Linked DNA regions of Mus musculus: region 1 is linked to region 2. Evidence: chromatin contacts called from public promoter capture Hi-C data. All regions are on one chromosome and are shown on one strand. The core of a region is the stretch at or near the end of the contact, and the rest is flanking DNA. Distances in the headings are between cores, read along the strand shown.

Region 1 (3,004 bases), core at 289-2,788, 230 kb after region 2:
TACATGTTTCAGGTCTGGTTTCACTAAAGTTCAATGGCTTTTTCTAGATTGATTGACAGATGACGACAACAGGCTGCTCTGATAAAAATGACGTCAAACCGATGGCTGTGACAAACCTAAAAGCCACTTTAGAACTATATACTTTGGCTAGCCATATGCAGTGCAAGGTGAACTGAGCAGTAACTGAATTCATGCAATCTCTCTGGAGGGATGACTTGAGCTAGCTTGTGGCAAACTGACTGAAACCAAAGCACAGGGAGAAGCCTGATAGCAAACAGTCTCAGACCTCAGACTAGGAACCAGAGTCTAGGATAGGTGGGGTGTGATGGCCTATGTACTAAGGGGGCAGAACTCAGCTTGGCCTACATAGTGAAACCCTGTCTCAAAAAGGAAGGAAGACAGTTAAGGATACATTTTCTCTTCCATACCCTATAGTCTAAAGCAGGGACCCTGGGCTAGTGCTAAAAGCAAATGACCAAGATCAACTGGTACAGAGAACTATCAAAACCCTGTTCCGTTTGGACACCAAGTATTAAGTCTTCAGAAAAAGACCAAGAATCTATTAAGCAATCCTAATGGGGTGTGGGGTTACTGGAAGCTATACCCCAGTGCTACACATTCTGTGACCATCTTATTAGCTGTCCTGGCTCTCTCATTCATTTAATCCTTAGAATATAGCTGCAAGTGTCAAATAAAAGAGATCATAGAAGAGATAGAAAAAGTTTAAGTGGGAAAAAGGCGAATGCTAAGATTTTGAGGACAGCCTGAACTACAGAATGCAATGCTGAAAATTTTAAAATAAGGGGGGAGGGGCACACAGGGGAAGCTAAAGAGATGGCTCAGCAGTTAGCTGCTCTTCCAGAGGTCCTGAGTTCAATGCCCAGCAACTACATAGTGGTTCACAACCACCTGTAATGGAATCTAGATGCCCTCTTCTAGTGTACATAAATAAATCTTTAAAAAAGTAAAATAAAGATCTTGGCCTTTCTCAAGATCATAGCAATTTAGAAGAATATCAGGCATGCCTAGGGTCTTTGAGCCAGAAAGTAGGACTATTTTTTCTGCCTCCCATTGGCAGCCAAAGCAATGCCTATACTTAAGCAGTCTAGTCAAATGGTCCTTGTTACAGATTGCTTATCATATGGACACATCACAGGCATTGATATTTTGCAGGTTTCTTCAGTTATCAGTTGTGACTTTACTACCAACAGGCAAACTAGATCCAAAGAATCAGCCATGATGGTGGTCCTTTCTATCATAAGGGCATGGCTGTTAATACAGTGACAGAAGAGAGCTCTTCAAGACATTAAGACTTTCAACTGCACCTCTACTCAAGAGATGCCCCTCAACATTGCCGACCTCATCCCAGGAGTTGTCCCACTAACTGTCCCGAGGCAGGGTTCAATCCTAGGGTCCCCTTTTCCTTTCTCTTTACAGTCAGTGCCTAAGTGTGCATGTGTGTCAAGGTTGAACTTAGGACTCGCTTGTCAGGACCCTAACACAGAACTAGACACAGGAAGCCTCAAAGCTAGAAAACTTCACTAGGCTTCCCGTTAGTTGGCACGAAATCTCAAAACTTCCCCTTTTTATAAGATACTCTACAACTCGACAAGGCAAGCCTACTTGTTTTTCATTTTGCAAACAGGAATAATCATTCCTGCTGCACACAGAAGTCACCAGGAGTTCATAACATGAAGGACTTCAAGTGCTCAGCAAAGGGATTCTCCTTTAATAGAAGCGGTCTTTTGACAGGGGACAGCAAGCTTCTACAGTCAGTGAGCACAGACAGATACCCTACTGCACGTGATCCATCCTCTGTTCTATTTTGGACAGTACAATGAACCTGCTTCAATTACCAACATGGGGCCTAACTTGGTTGATCTCTACATTCCCCAATCTAACTTGGGAATTTCAGTCACATCTCAGAGCTTGCTATGTTGATCTTCAATACATTTCAATAAATTGAAACCACAATACCATCGTTAATGACTAATTTCTAACTTCATCTACAATCCCTCAACTGGGGCTTTATCAGAATGATACTTAAATACACCACACATTTAAACTCCAATCCAATCAAACTCAATGTTTTGCTTGGTTGATGAGTCCCCTTCTGCTACCCCTTTTTGTTTAAGATAAGGTTTCTCCCACTTTCTTCAACTGGTGCAAGGCACACCTGGATCAGCAGAACGAGACTAGCATTATGCTGAGGGTAGGAGGGAGAAATGAGTACTTGTCTTTAGAAAGCTCCTTAAGAAAATTTGGGCTGGGGAGACAAGTGAACAAGACAGACACAATACTAAAGCACTGTCTAAGCTAAGAGGGCCCTGGACATGAAACTTCTTGCTTTATGACATTTAGCAAGTAACAGGGACAAGTCTTTGTGACAAGCTGGGCGGAAAAAATAAATGGTATTGGGATGGCTAATCTTAGTTGACAACTTTCATTAATCTGGAATCAACTAAAACCCAGAAGCCGGACATGCCTTTGAGGACTTCTGAATTTAATCATTTGAGGTAAGAAAACCCAACTTAAATCTGGGTCATACTTTTTGTTGGCAACCTTCACAAAACCATGAATGAAGGAAGCTTTCTACCTGCCTGCCTGCCCACCCCGAGTCTCCTGCCAGGCGTATCCACCCTGATGCTGAGGCATTCTTTCACTGGTATTAGAGCCTACTTCTTCAGGATTCCAACATAGACTTTACAATTAACAAATTCTTAGCCTTCCTGTTGAAAAAAGTCATTGTTTGACTAGCCAGACCACAGCCTGTAAGACAGACAGACACAGACACACACACCATTTCTATCAGTGCTGTTCCTTTAGAGAACCCTAGCTCAGGTGCAAAAGACAAACTGAGTAACAACATATGGAAACACCTTGCACATCTGAAAAGCCATGTCTTAGGGAAGACAAAATCCCATAGAAATTAGGAGAGGTGCTTTGATGGTTTGAATATGGGAGTATGAGATATCTGAGAAAACACACAGACTCAGTACAGTAC
Region 2 (3,263 bases), core at 170-2,669:
CTCGTTATAGGATGGTTGTGAGCCACCATGTGGTTGCTGGGATTTGAACTCTGGACCTTTGGAAGAGCAGTCGGGTGCTCTTACCTACTGAGCCATCTCACCAGCCCTTAAAAAGATATTATAATTGTTTTGCAACCCTACCTTTGTTTCAAAAGGTTGTTATGGCTACCATTTTAGGAACACCTTGCAATAATGTCTTTACTACAGAAGGTTATTATAATGTGTATGTTCTGCTCCTGTAACCTCAACTATTTTGGTGGCCAAATCCCCCTATCCACAAACTATATATAAAAACCTTGTCTTTCTCACATCCAGGACTGACTTCTAGAACCAAAGCTTATTGGGGAGGCAGCTTGTGTCCTCAAAAAAAAGCTAGCTTAATTAATTACTTGCTTAAATTACTTTGGCCGTGATGATTTCGGGTCAGTGATCTTTCTCCTTGTATCTTTGGGATCAACACTCTAAACTTTATAGAGTGTTTTATGCTGTCCCTCCAAAGCTGGAGTCCTTTTGTAGTGTGGTGACTCCTCTTAAGAGTCTAAAGACTCTACAACCTCCTAATACCTGCTTGGATGCTGGAAGAATTTCTGGGACCCTGGGCATTCTGATTGGTCCTTGGTTTTAAAGAAAATCCCAGGAACCCTACCACATTCCGATGAGGCTGCAAGAGGGTTCTGGAGCCTTGGGCCAGGAGGCTCTAAAGGAATAATATAAATGAAGTACGAAAACAGGAAAATCTCCCAAAGAAATCCACTAAACTTGGGAGGGGGAGAGGGAGAATGAGAATAGGATGGGCTAGGAGGGTCAAGAGAACTCAGATGACGTTCGAAGGGGCAGGAGATCACAGAGCACCGTAAGGATATTGAAACAAGGGGAGCAGTCATAGCAAGTTTTGGACGAACTTGGGGTTCTAAACGAACTTGAGGTTCTAAACGTTCCCGCGAGCCTCCAAAGTGCCGGGGGCCACAAGGAACCACGATCTAGCAAGGTGAAGACTCAGGAGGACCGCGAGAGGTATGGGGATTTAGTGACCACCCGTTCCTGAAGGGTCCTGGGGAAACACTACGGCGGCGTTCGGGACCGTAAACGAAAACCGCGAGGACAACCATCGCCGCCCACCGCCAGCCGCCCAGCCCAGGCTTCCGCACTGTAGGGGAAATCACGCGCTCAGAGGGGCGGGGCTTCCGAGAAGGCCGCAGTGGATGACGGGAGCCCGCGCGCCCCAAGCGGCCGAGAGGACTCGGAGGCAGCAGCGGCCGCGGGGCAAGCCCTCACCAGTGCGCATGCGTGGCTCTCCGGCACCGGTCCGTACTCCAGCGTCGTGAAAATCTCCCGGGTACTGGGCTGTACACGCGTAGCCGCCATCGCTCTCCCGGAGCCTTCCGCGAGGGATTGCTGGACGGTCTACCTAGAGGAACTTGGAGGTCCGAAGGGCGGCACCGCCCACTCCAATCAAAGGGGCGGGGCCAACCGTAGGGCCCGGAAGCGAGCTATATAGGACGTGACCCGCCTACTTTAGAGCCGCGCGATGCGGCCTATGGGCGGATGCTGGGAAATGTAGTTTCGGGGAGAACAGACATGGTTGGGTGGGTGGGTGGGGTCCCGCACTGGCAGAAGGCCTTCGGCTATTGTCACTTTGACTCTTTAGAAAAAATAGATTTTCGTTGTTTTGTTTTATTTTGTTTTTCAGACAGAGTCTCACTGTGAGCTCTGGAGGCCCTGGATCTAACTATGTAGACCCGGCTGGCTTCAACTCACAGACCCACCTATCTCCGCCTCCCGAGTGCTGGTATTAGAGGCGTGTGCCAGCACACTTGGCTAAAAAAATATTTATCTTTCTTTGTATGTACTCTGTGTAGCCCTGGCTCTCCTGGAACTCACTTTGTAGACCAGGCTGGCCTCGAACTCAGAAATCCGCCTGCCTCTGCTTCCGGAGTGCTGGGATTAAAGGCGTGCGCCACCACGCCCAGCCCTGAGGTATGTCTTTGCACTATGTGTCTGCAGTGCCTGTGGAGCCCAGAAGAGGGCGATGCAGCCGCTGGGCTGGAGAGAGCCTCATGACAGTTGTGGCTGTTTGGAGCTTAACCCCAGACATCTCCAAAAATAACATGTGTTCTTAATTGCTGAGCCTTCTCTCCACCCCAAATGCTTTTCTTTCTTTAAAAGAAGCAAACAAAGATTATTGTTATGTGCATGAGTATTTTGCCTGCTTGTCTGTGCATCATGTACATGCAGTTCCCCAGGAGGCCAGAAGAGGAGGCGACAGATCCCCCTAGAACTGGAGTTACAGGGCTTTGTTAGTCGCAATCTGGGTGTTGGGAATCGAACTCTCCTCTTCTGGAAGAGCAGTCAGCACTCTGCCGTTTAACTATCTCTCCAGCCTCCTCTGCCTCTATAACTTCTTTATAAGCAAAAACATTAATTATGTTCAAAAAAGGGCGATTAATAGCATTGAGACTGGGTGTGTGTTGAGTGGGATCAGACCCAGAGCCTAACTCATGATAGACAAGAGCAGGAGATACTAAAGTTCTCAGAGTGGCAATCCTTTCTGTACTGTAACCTCTGAGGTTTGGGAAGGGCAGATATGTAGGTTTTATTGATTCAGGAAGTGTGTCATTTCGCAGGCCTCCTCAGTCCTTACTTTTGATTGGTTGGCTAGGAGGGCGTGGCTTCAGCTCTTTCATACAAGTGGTCCCTGTAGGTGCCTGCTTTGGATGAAGGGCGCTGAGGTGGGCTTAACGGTGGCTACTTCAGTTCCTTAGTTATACAGACGCCGGAAGTGTGGCTTTCATTTATGCATTGGCCAAACAGGACCTATCAAGATACCCAGCCGACTTGAGAACGGAGCCTTCATCGTAATGGAACTGTAGACCATTCTCAGGACAAATTTTGGGATTCTGGGTGGAGGCCTGGGTGTACTCACTGGTCCTGGTCGGGAGGTAATGGTGCATGCCTTTAATCCCAGCACTTTGGAGGCATAGGCAGGATTCGAGGCCAGCCTGGTCTACAAAGCATTCCAGGGCAGCCAGGAAAGGCTGCACAGAGAAGCCCTATATCGAACACACACACACACACACACACACACACACACACACACGCAAACGAATCAGCTGTGACCCTACAGTAGGCTAGCTTCGCTTATCTGCGAAACGTTCTTCACGTTTTTGGACGCCTAGGACTTTTTCCTAGGGCCATGGCGGACTCGACGTTTTTGGCACCAGAACTAAGCGACACAGAGTCGATGGGTGAAGAGACGGTGCGGT

What was found. Promoter capture Hi-C pulls out the DNA fragments that hold promoters and counts their contacts.
Region 1: a contact with region 2 is called in a promoter capture Hi-C map of the HPC-7 cell line. The contact joins the enhancer-like site here to the promoter of Aldh16a1 in region 2. A contact is called at or near these places in 16 of 39 promoter capture datasets (3T3-L1-derived adipocytes, the C10 cell line, the HPC-7 cell line and 11 more), 9 of 484 Hi-C or Micro-C datasets (B cells, CD8 T cells, Sertoli cells and 5 more), 17 of 115 datasets of contacts at active chromatin or transcription factors (the 230-238 cell line, the SCID.adh cell line, bone marrow-derived macrophages and 12 more) and 3 of 9 other capture datasets (adipose tissue, liver and pancreatic islet).

The regions. Positions count from the first base shown.
Region 1 is chr7:45,387,598-45,390,601 of GRCm38.p6, forward strand. The region is part of intron 4 of Snrnp70 (small nuclear ribonucleoprotein 70 (U1)); the gene reads right to left. Among named protein-coding and RNA genes, the nearest start is that of Snrnp70, 6.6 kb to the right of the region's middle. Within about 2 kb of position 1,539, at least 11 of the 459 cell types and tissues checked have an H3K27ac peak or open chromatin away from gene starts, as enhancers often do. A contact at or near this core is called in the HPC-7 cell line and bone marrow-derived macrophages, where this site is marked.
Region 2 is chr7:45,153,117-45,156,379 of GRCm38.p6, forward strand. Aldh16a1 (aldehyde dehydrogenase 16 family, member A1) reads right to left here and starts at 1,420. Exons shown (of 17, transcript NM_145954.2): 1 at 1,276-1,420. The coding sequence starts at 1,365. Pih1d1 (PIH1 domain containing 1) reads left to right here and starts at 1,187. Exons shown (of 10, transcript NM_029406.4): 1 at 1,187-1,424; 2 at 3,190-3,263. The coding sequence starts at 3,194.